Regions from separate parts of the Mus musculus genome. Here regions 2 and 3 are each linked to region 1. The links are chromatin contacts, called in public Hi-C and promoter capture Hi-C maps. All regions are on one chromosome and are shown on one strand. The core of a region is the stretch at or near the end of the contact, and the rest is flanking DNA. Distances in the headings are between cores, read along the strand shown.

Region 1 (3,714 bases), core at 382-2,881:
TGTCTTCTAGATTATAAAGATAGTCAAGTCACAAAATGTATAAACCCAGTTGAAATTTCAAAGATAAATAGTTATTGAATGATCACATGTTAATCAAGATCCCTGGAATATTCATCAGATACTGTTACAACATGTATATTAAGACATTTTTTTATTTTTATTTTTTGAGACATAGTCTATGTGGTTTTGGCTGGCCTGGAACTTGCTATGTTGACCAGATTGGCCTTGAACTCACAGAGATCAGCATGCCTCAACCTCCCAAGTGCTAGGATTAAAGACATGTACCACCATGGCCAGCACTTGAAGCACTTAAAAACACTGCTCCTCCTAGGCCTACAAGGTGGGGAATGCCTGAAGATGATTTATAAGCACCACAAAACTTGTAAGAGAAAGAGTGAGTGGCTGGATTAGTTTGTTGAAGAGGCTTGGCTCAGTGAACTGTGGGTCATATTGCTTGGGAGATAATAACTATGCAGCATGGAAGAAGCTAAACCAAACCAAGGTACGTGCACATTGTAGGAAACTTCAGCTAGTCCATCCACAGTCCATCTATAGACACAGAGCAGGCTAGTGCAGTTGGCTCGCCCTATACCTAGGTTCTAGGTTGACTCAACCAACCAAAGAAGGAAAATAATTGGAAATAAAATTATACTGAACATTTTATTAATCTAAAGAAATACACATTTGTATTTTGTTAGGTTTTGCATCTATTGATTTAATGTATACTTAAAGATGTATATCTAAGGCAGGAGGATTACAGTAAATTTGAGATTAGCCAGAGTTAAAAGAGGAAAGATAGAGGCAGAACAGCCCTTCAGGCAGAGGAGCCTTTAAAATTGTAAGAAAAAATGTCTCTAGGTCTCTGTAGGGAATTGGTTCCAAGACTCTCCATACCCATAATATACATACAGAAAGATGATGTGCCAAAAGCAGGTTTGGTTTTGTGTTTTTAAGATGGTGTCATTCTAATCCTCGATAGCCTGGAATTTACTGCAGTCCTCTTGCCTTAGCCTTCGGAGTGCTGGGATTACAGGCATGTGCCACTACTCCTGATCTAAAAAAAAACAAAAAACAAAAAACTTTCAGGATGGCAAAAGCCGGCAATCCCAGCAGTGTGGGGTTAAAGGCAGAATCCATAGTTCAAGGTCATTTTAGGCCAGGCGCCTGGGCTACAAAGGAACTCAAATAACACTAAATGTCTGAAATTCCAGTTCTGGAGGATCTAGCACGGTCTTCTGAGGACACTGCACACATATGGTACACAGACATACATGAGGCAAAACACACATACACCTAAAATAAGTCACTAATAATAGCAGTGTTGATAAAAAAAAAAAAACGGATTGCACCCTTGATGGGAAAGGATAACGTGCGGGAAGAGATCGCTAATAACCAACGTAGACAGATGCGATAGCAAAAGAAACAGACAAGCGTGCGCGGCCGGGAGCTAAGTTTTGGCGAAGCCGGGGAATCTGGTCATTAAAGCGGAACAAGTTCTCGTGGACAGAGGCAGGGGAAGCCGAAGCCAGCAACACCAGGGAAAGCAGCAGCTCGGCGTTTCCCGGCCGGCGGAGCTTAGGGGCAGGCCGCAGTAAGCGCGCCCTTCACGTGACACGCCCTCCGCGCGACGCACTCGACGGCCCCGTCACGTGGCTGCCGCGGCCCCGTCTCCGGCGGAGGCGGGCGCGGGCGCGTCCCTGTGGCCAGTCACCCGGCGGAGCTGGTCGCACAATTATGAAAGACTCGACTTCTGCTGCTAGCGCTGGAGCTGAGTTAGTTCTGAGAAGGTTTCCCGGGGCTGTCCTTGTTCGGTGGCCCGTGCCACCGCCTCCGGAGACGCTTTCCGATAGATGGCTGCAGGCCGCGGAGGTGGAGGAGGAGCCGCTGCCCTTCCGGAGTCCGCCCCGTGAGGAGAATGGTACGGAGCCGGGCCTGGCGCGGGCGGGCCTCGCGGGAGCCTGGGCGGCGCTCCGGGGAGCTCCGTGACCCTCCGGGCGCCACCGCTCGCAGCGGAGCCGTCACGGAAAGGGAGGGAGGGCTGGGGTGGTGTGGCAAGGAGAAGGGCGCGGGTTCCGAGCTGTGACTTGGTGGCTGTGCCGCAGACGCTCTACAGGTACATTTTCTACTATTATTTTGTTTAATAGAACGGGAGCGATTTTGACGGTGTAGACTGCGATGTGGTTCGGGGTTTTGTTTAGCAGGCGACAGGGAAGGGACAATTCCTGGGAGGCTGAGACCGTGCGTTGCCAGGTCTGCGTCGAACTACCTCATCTGTTGTCCCAGACAGTTTGAAGCCAATGTGCAGACTGGAGGGAGTCGGTGTGTTGCAGCGTTGGCTAGAGCTTTTGTTGTTAAGGCCAGGAACCGGATTTGGAGAGTTCTTACAAAGAAAGCCATTTAGATCTAGGATCTGAGCAGGAAAGGCATTCCTGCTCAGTAGTTTAACTTGATAGGCTTTATGCAAACTGGTGTTTCTTTGCCGAAGTCAGACAGGTTTAGTTTTCTGCCTTTTCTTTATTTTTGAGACAAGGTCTCGCTTGTGACCCTGGCTGGCTTGGAACTCACTGTGTAGACAGACCAGGTTGGCCTTAAACTCAGAGATCCGCTTACCTCTACCTCCCAAGATTAAAGACGTGCGCCACCATGTCGGGCTAGGGCTAGGTTTAGAAGTGTCTTACTTATAAAGTACATGTGAATAAATACTGCATTTCTCACTTTCGTTTGTAAAGTTATTGAAGACTACTTTTTTTTTTAAAGATTTATTTATTTATTATATGTAAGTACACTGCAGCTAGCTGTTTTAAGACACTCCAGAAGAGGGAGTCAGATCTTGTTAGGGATGGTTGTGAGCCACCATGTGGTTGCTGGGATTTGAACTCGGGACTTTCAGAAAAAAACAGTCAGTGCTCTTAACCGCCGAGCCATCTCTCCAGCCGCTGAAGACTCCTTTTATTTGAGACTGGATTACACACAGCCTAGGCTGGCCTCAAATCCTGAGTCTATCATTGAGTTCCTTATCCTCTTGCGTCCATCTCCTGAGCTCTGGAATCACAGGTGTCTGTCGCCTGGCTTTTCCTAGTTTCTGAAAGGAAAGTTAAAGTGCCTCTGTCTCCGCTAAATCATTTCATTTAAATACTTGTGGCTTTGATTTAAGGGACTCTACTGGAGGGTGAGTTGAATCCAAGTGCCTTGAAAGCCGTTAAGCACAGAGTATTCAGTGATATATCTAGTTTTTCATTTTAGATGGTAAACAGCATACATTTGAACATACTGGTTACATATTTTTTAAAACGTTTTCATTAACAGATGAAAGATCCCCCCCCCCCAAAAAAAAACAATAGCTTTAGTTTTGTAAGTAATTCACCGTATATGGCACATAGTATTGTTTGGACATGCATAAACTTGTTGATTCTGTAAGGAGAACAGTCTAACTTTAGAATTAAGAGTGTTAATTTTATTTTTTTTCCCTGCTTAATTCCTGATAAATAGTGAGTTGAGTGGTTTACATTACACTATGCATCTGAGTTATAGTAACACCTTAGGATAGCTTAAAATGTGTTTCTTAAATTTGTTTGTGTTTTGCTTTTCTTCCCTCTTTCTTCATCCTCCTTCCTCATCGTCTTTTTTTTTTTCTTTTTTTCAAGACAAGGCTAGCTTCTAACTCAGAGATCCGCCTCCTGAGTGCTGGAATTAAAGGCTTGCACCACCATGCCT
Region 2 (3,714 bases), core at 474-2,973, 320 kb after region 1:
TTAGTTTCAAAGCCTCTGCTTTTCATATTACGTATTTTATGTCACATAGGGCAGGCTTATACATTTCCTGGTTTCTTAGAAGTAAATGGGCATTTAGACTTTTGAGGGCACTAGGCAAACTGCTTGGTTTGTCTCAGTTTCCTGAGCTATGAAGTGAAGGGCAGAGCAGATAGACCCTTGACTCTCTGAAGCTCTAAAGCATACATCTGTGTAGAGGATGGCACTGTATAAGAAACGTGGGCTTTGAAGACGGAGCTAGGCTGGAAAATTCTATATGTTTCCTCAATCATATAACGGAGGAGTGATTTTTAATTTATCAGAATATTAAAACCATCCATTACAGTATTTGGCACCAATGGGCATCCCAAAGAGTTGGATCCTCTCATCTTCTGTATGGTTACTAATGTCTTTTTACTTTTTCCTGGTCCGGTCTCTCCTTACTGACTGTGAGAAGCAGCAAGGGTGTTGTTCAGACACTAACTGCTGGGAGCTGAGGAAAAGAGAGGACGGGGACAGGGAAGCGACTTTCCCATGACTGTAAGTCTACCAAAGCTAGGGGCTGGATCCACTGCGGTTCTCATCCAAGGCCCTCTGAATTTTAATGTAAATGTGTTAAGTTCTGATTGGAGGAATGGATTTAGAAGTGGATCCCTTTGGACAGCCCCAAGTCTTCCTTAGACACTGCACGTGAAGCTTTGGATTTCTGGGCTGCACATAGAAATCCCATGATATGAGTTGTGAAGATTAAAAACAACATTGTGCATATACAGCGGTCCCCTGGGTTAACATTGAGGGTGGGTGGGAACTGCCTCGCACATAACATGGATACACACTTCTTCTTGCCATCTCTAAACAACACAGGTAAGAATGAGTGGTTTAGTATTCAACACCGTGTTAGGTATCATACGCAATCTGGACTCCGCATTGGAGGACTGAAGCGCTTCGAAAGACAGGCCACTTTACATCTAGGAATTATAAGGATTGTTAATCAGCGTCGTACACCTGGAATTGACCTCTTTTCCTGCTTCCCGGCCCCACACCACACTGCAACCCCGAAACCAAGTGCCTCTATCCTCCCACCTCCAGGGTTAGGGCCGGCGGTTTTGCAGCTCACCTGGGGAGGCCAGCAGCACCTTCGCCCCGCAGCATTGAAAGCAGTGCAGCAGAGACTTGGCACGAATGTTGTAGTTGAGGCACGCCATGGGACAGCCCAGTTTGAGCAGTCCCAGCCAGATCCACACGTAGGCCGGCTCATTGCCCATGAAGAGGGCTACGCAATCCCCCTGTCGTAGGCCCAGTTGATCGTGCAGCGCCCGCGCCACTTGGTTGCTGCGCCGGTCCACCTGGGCGTAGGTGAGCGTCTCGTCTCGGAACAGCAGGAAGGGCTTGTGTGGGGTCTTGCGCGCTTGTTCCAGGAAGGCCCGCAGGATGGTACGCACGGGTCGCCGCTGCCGGTAGCTGCGCACCCGCCGGGCCATGTTGGCCAGCCGCAGGAAGTACCGCACATCTTGGAGGAGGTAGGGGCAGCAGCAGGTGAGCAGCAGAGGCAGCAGCAGCAGCCCCGCCAGGCCGGTGTAGAGCACTGGCAGCATGGCGGTAGCTGCGGGGTCCCCGGTCCCCGCCGGGGCCGAGGGAGTGCTCGAGGCGTGCAGCGCGGCGGCAGGCGGGAGAGGAGCAGAGCAGGAGCTGGCGACTGGGCTCGGCCTCCGGACGCGCTGCGACTGCGGGTGGCGGCTCGGCTGCAGGTGCCTGTGGCGCGCTGTGCGGGCGGGACGGCCGTGGGTCCCGCCCCCTCGTGGGGCTCCTCGTGCGCTCAGGGGGCCGCTCCTGTCAGCCTGGGTGGCCCAGGATGCCACAGCACTTGTGTTCAGTGTCTGGGGTCAGATGAGATCTAGTTCTCCGCAAACAACGCTTAGCGCAAACAGCCCACGTTGAAAAGGTCAAAGGCGTGGTGCTGTGGTTAGTTATTCTTATCACACAGCGCAGTGCCTTTGCTTAATCAAGTACCTTATAAACGCACCGCAGCCTTATTATTAATAGCGGGCACCAGGTGCCACAGCCAACTCAGAGTCCCACCTCCACTCCTTGGTCCCAGAGGCTTTCCGCTAGATCTCTCTTTGTTTCTAACGTTTGCTTCTCTGCTCAGGCAGTCTCCTGTGGGGAAGGTTTCAAGGTTGAACAAAAGCGCCAGAGGTGGTCGCATTCAGCTGCACCTGCCAGCCCCTCTTGTGAGCTTCGCCTGTTTCGGGAACTCCGGAACTCGAGCAATGGGGTCCTGTTAATTTGTTTTGAGATTTTGTTCTGTTACGCGAGCCACTTTCCAACATCGACGGTATTGTGGACTCAGTTCGACATTTACCAAAACACACAAAGCAAACAAAGTAAATAATGGCATATCTCAAAAGTCATTTCTTCAAGAAGTTTGATCTATGTATTAATGCCCCTAGGTAGTGGTACTGTACAAGGTTAGCATGCTTGCTACCAAGTAAAGTAAAGATGTGCTTCGTTGTCACAGTCTTCTGTCTCATGCTCATTCATATTATTGTTGTAAGATAACTTGTCTTGAACCGTCAGAGGTCTTCTCAGATGATCCTTTCATGCTTGTTCACTGAGGAGAAAGGGAAGTTTAGGTGATTCTTTGTCATGTCCACTGCAGCTGTGGTTTCCTGTGTAAACCCTGGAAGGGGCTAAGGAGGGAAGGAGAGTCAGTTTTCTTTAGCGATGTGGTCCCTAGAAGGTCGACCTTGCTCTAGTGGATGGCCCTACGGCCCAACTGTACACACACACACACACACACACACACACACACACACACAGATAAGTGTATATACTGTACAAATTGAATTGAGATCTATTGGAAAAAGGAAGAGGGCATCAAGGAGAGGTGATAGGGTCTGGAAGAGAGATCGGATCTGGAAATATTTAGGGGTAAATATGATCAAATACATTGTATGTATGTGTGAAGTTCTCAAAGAATTAATAAAAATATTATGCTTAAAGAATATCTAGTAATATGTGAGATATGAAAGAGGAACCAGTTTGGTCCCAGGTCATTAACCACTCTCTCAGCACTGTGAGTCACAGTGTCATTTTGTCCTCTTATTTTCTGGGTGTCTGTCCATATTTTCTTTTTATTTCCACTACTAAAAAATGTCTCTCATAGCCTTCTGACCTCTTTTAGATTCTCGGGACCACGTCAAGCAGCCCTTTCCTGTGTCAAGACTGTCTTTCTACTGTTGGTCTAGTTTTCATCCAGCGAATGGTTACATCAGTTCCCGGAGGGGGAGGGGGTAGAGGGCTTTCATCATCCCGGAGGAGAAGGCAATAGTATTGACCACAGCATGGTTAATGAACCATTGTGGTGTGTATGTTTTTTTCCCCTCTGTGATGCTCAGGGCCAGCTCTTTTTTCCTATCCCATCTCTTTAAAAGAAGTTATTTATTATTCCAGTGTCTCTGTGTGTGTGTAAACGTGTGTGTGTGCTCGTGTGAATATGCTTGTATGGCACGGCATGCGTGTGGTGGTCATTGGACTACTTGTGTAGAGTTGGTTTTTCTCCCTCCACCTTTATGTAGGATTGGGGGACCCAGCTCGGGTCACCAAGCTTTCAAGCGTCTTTACCTGCTGAGCCATCTTGCCAGTCCTTCCATTCCATTTCAGTGTAGCCTTCTGACCAAGAATCTTCCTCAAGCTCTCTACCCAGAAAGCTCAGTC
Region 3 (3,714 bases), core at 717-3,216, 310 kb before region 1:
GACAGCATGCATTCAGCTCTGGCTAATGCTTAGAGAAGAGACAGCCAAGAACAGATTTTACATTCCACATATGCTGTCTCATGTAAGTCTCTCTTAGGTTCAGGCCCCAGGTTAAACAATTTAAATATGGACTGGAGACTGCAAGTCCCACAGATGGGAGATTTACACAGAAAAGATATAACCAGAATTATTTTTAAGTATACCAGTGCATTGAAACAGCAGGCCACTCTTTGGTGATGGGGTCCTGAGTTTGAGGTGCCGGAAGATGAGAAGGTTGGAAAAGTAGAAGAAAGCAGTGGTGGCAAACGCCTTTAATCTGAGTACTTGGGAGGCAGAGGCAGAGGTAGACAGATTTCTGAGTTCAAGGCCAGCCTGATCTACAGAGTTTGTTCCAGGACAGCCAGGGCTACACAGAGAAACCCTGCCTGGATAAATAAATAAATAAATAAATAAATAGAAGAAAGTATCAAAATTGTGATGGGGGTGTCTTGGATAGGCTGTCTATGCCACACAGGCTTCTGGAGAACAGCATCTTGTATACTTCTTACAGGGGGAAAATGGAACAAGATAGGAGACTTCTATGAAGTCAGCACAAACTACTATACAGTGAGAAAACCACAGGAAGGAGCTAATAAAAGAAAGCTGGAAAAACAGGAAGAGAGAATCTCTCAAAAACGTTCCTGACCAAGCCCACACTGGACTCGGGACTGATAACCATAGCCGCATGTGGTGGGATCTCAGGGTCTGAAGCAAGCCATCCCCGAAGGCCCTGGCCCCAGACCTCCACCCGCTCTCCCAAGCACCGTCCTTGCTTTAGAGAAGGAGCTCTATTTTATTCCCAGCACTTCAGGGCCTTAGGGGAAGCTCCCAAGCCTGAGCCCCAGGTTGGCATTGGCTCTGGAGACCTAGAAGGAGCTGTTCTATGCCTTGCTTGACCAGGCCAGTCCTCACCAAACAGTGTTTTTCCTTTTCAAAGAGTTATCACCAGCTGTAGTCTTGCCCATGTGACAAAACGATGCTTTTCTCAAGAAGAAAACCAGACCTTTATGGCACACCAGGCCTTAAAGTTGGTTGTGGCCCTATATTGCCCCTTGGAGCCACTTGTTAGAGACCTGCTCTTTGAAGTCAGGATGGGGCTAATTCATGATTGTAAAGCAGAGTTGTCTCCTACCTTATGGTTTGTGGACAAATGTCTGGACAATCCCGGTAAACTACCACATGTATTCTAGCATCCTATTCTCCAATCGGCCTTTTTAGCATAGCACATACCTGTGTGGAGTTTTAGGGGCAGTCCTCCCTCACCTACATTCGACTTGCCGCCACTACAAGCATTAGTCGATCCTTTACATCAATTTTACTCTTCTACATCACAGCTTAATATTTGAGTGCTATCCGACACACGAGATGCCTTTTACAGGCTCCACAAAATTAACTCGAAATGGGACTTATACCTAGCTATAAAATGCCTAAATGCTAAGGCCAAAACTTACAGAAGAAACTATAGAAACAAGGGCTCTCCAAGTTTGGCATCCTGCCAAGGGTATTTCTACACAGAAGCCCTTTCCCCAAATGCTTTGTGTAGATGCAGCCACCCTAGTGAGATTATTCCGAGCCCACAGCCGGGCCCAGGGAGAGAGAAGGACCACAGGGGAACCTCACAAGTAACAGCTTCTGTCAGGCTGCTGTTTACCACAGAGCCCCCTGGGCTCAGCCGCCTGCTCCTCCCTTTGTGGGAGACTGCCCTGCACTTAACGTGTCGGAACTTCTGGGCTTGCCTGAGCTCCCCGCACCCAGGAGCGGCACACAGAACACATCAAGCAGAAACATTCAAGACTGCTAGCTAAATTTAAAAGAGGAACTTGCAAGATCGCACCCGGAAGAGCCCGCCTTCTCTTTTGGGTGGCAGATCCGTCTGGATGTCCTAATTGGCTAGTGAATCTGGAGTGACATACACACCACCCATTGGATTAGAGTGTGCTGAAGGGACACAGCGGAATAATTCCGGGCACAGGTTGCCAGTCTGAGGCCAGTCCTTTCCCGGATCTGTAGAAATTTGCATTTCAGTACCACCTTTGTCTTTCTTCCAATTGCTTGCCGGTCTTTTTCCCCCACCCTGGTCAGGGGAAGACCCACAACTCCAATTTGCTCTTGGCTAAGTTACCCGCTTCTCTCCACTGTGGGCCACATTGCAAATTTGGAGCTTTCCAGAGCTCCAGTCACAACACTCAGTAGGCACTTCCGCTTCTTCCTTTTGGAATCATTGAGACTTTACTTAGGGAATGTTGATAAGTTCACATATAGGTTTGCCTACCCCTATGCATGCTATGTTAAATCCTCTTCTGAACTTGATCACAAGGTAAAAGCAGAGATTTTTAAGGGCATTCTTAGCTCAAAGTCATGCAGAAACATACGTAAATTATAAAAGTATTGGACAGAAATACCTCTAGAATGTTCATCTTCTATTACAAAATCTTAGCTAACCATCCAGTAAATGACGCTGTAAAAGTAGATGGCTAAGGAGCTCTTTGTTAATCATTATCTGTGATCTAACCAATAAATGTATCAAAATATATAGATACAAAAATGTATCAATGTACAGAAAGAACAGAGAACACTAATGCAGAGGACCAACCTCACCTAGGTCTGGGTTCCTAAGAGAAGGGGTGTTTGAGAGCAACAGGGAAACAAGCAACTTGAACTCAAATCATGGGTCCAAGCTGCTGGCTTATGTTCTGCTGAGATAGCATTCCAGATGAGATGGCTTCCCAGACTGCTTTCTCTGTGTCTGTGTGCTCTAGACTGATTTTACTTTCTATTCTAAAACCTCTGTGGTTGAGACAGCTAGCTTTCTGCGTGAGACAGCTCTCTCTGCTAGTAAAAATTCTAAACGCTCTCTGGATAGCTCCTCAGTTTTCTCACCAAAGTCAGAAAAACTGATCTAAAAAATTCTTGGCTTTTCCAATCAAGTCAAAAATACTGTTAGAAAAATTCTAAAAGTAATTCTTGGGTTATCAAAATCAGAAAGGAAAAAAAAATCTGCTGTGTTCACTCTTCACATAGCCTTCTCTGGATAACTGCTAGAAAACATTTTAACAGAGCTCTGTCACCTCTCTAAGTAATTCTTGGAATTTCTAACCTCAGACATTAGAATGTTAGGAAAAAATCTTGAAGAGCTGTGTTTGCTTTCCAGAGATATCCAGATAGCTCAGCTCTCATTACAGAAAAAACACTTTAAAAAGTACTGCAGTATCTTCCTGCTAGCTCATCATATACAGATCAAAAGCCTGGGTTTTTTTTATTACATATGAATTTGGTTATTTATTCCAGGATCCCTTTTGATTATCCTATGAATCATCTGCCCATAACCCCAGCTCCTTGATACTTAAGAGACAGCAAGTACATTTTATTTATTTATTTTAACAATGTAAAAGAATTCAGAAATCTTGCTTAACTCTGTTATGTAGCTGGGTAGGAGTGTGCTGGGGGGACACAGAGTAGTTGCAAGCAGTGGAATGTTTCTATTGAGGCTTACTGGGCTATCCTAGTAGGTATTTGGAAGACTCTGCTGCTGAGAGTGACTTGTACTGTGCAGACCTGGCCCAAGATGTTTCAGTGAAGAAGAACTTCAGTATCTGGCCTAGAGACTGTTTTTGGTGAAGAAGATGGTTCAGACCCTTGTCTGAAGAGTCTACCTGAGACTAAAGTAAAGAGATT

The links. Hi-C and Micro-C count contacts between places; a contact is called where the count stands out from the background. Capture Hi-C pulls out chosen DNA fragments and counts their contacts.
Region 2: a contact with region 1 is called in a promoter capture Hi-C map of adipose tissue. The contact joins the promoter of Slc27a2 here to the promoter of Trpm7 in region 1. A contact is called at or near these places in 2 of 9 other capture datasets (adipose tissue and liver).
Region 3: a Hi-C map of forebrain shows a contact between it and region 1, with 4 times the contacts expected there. The contact joins the enhancer-like site here to the promoter of Trpm7 in region 1. A contact is called at or near these places in 2 of 39 promoter capture datasets (hippocampal neurons and macrophages), 1 of 484 Hi-C or Micro-C datasets (forebrain), 1 of 115 datasets of contacts at active chromatin or transcription factors (memory CD8 T cells) and 1 of 9 other capture datasets (adipose tissue).

The regions. Positions count from the first base shown.
Region 1 is chr2:126,874,178-126,877,891 of GRCm38.p6, reverse strand. Trpm7 (transient receptor potential cation channel, subfamily M, member 7) reads left to right here and starts at 1,631. Exons shown (of 39, transcript NM_021450.2): 1 at 1,631-1,918. The coding sequence starts at 1,916.
Region 2 is chr2:126,551,033-126,554,746 of GRCm38.p6, reverse strand. Slc27a2 (solute carrier family 27 (fatty acid transporter), member 2) reads right to left here and starts at 1,723. Exons shown (of 10, transcript NM_011978.2): 1 at 1,115-1,723. The coding sequence starts at 1,592.
Region 3 is chr2:127,181,178-127,184,891 of GRCm38.p6, reverse strand. No RefSeq gene overlaps it. Among named protein-coding and RNA genes, the nearest start is that of 1810024B03Rik, 25 kb to the left of the region's middle. Within about 2 kb of position 1,966, at least 362 of the 459 cell types and tissues checked have an H3K27ac peak or open chromatin away from gene starts, as enhancers often do. A contact at or near this core is called in adipose tissue, forebrain, macrophages and 1 more, where this site is marked.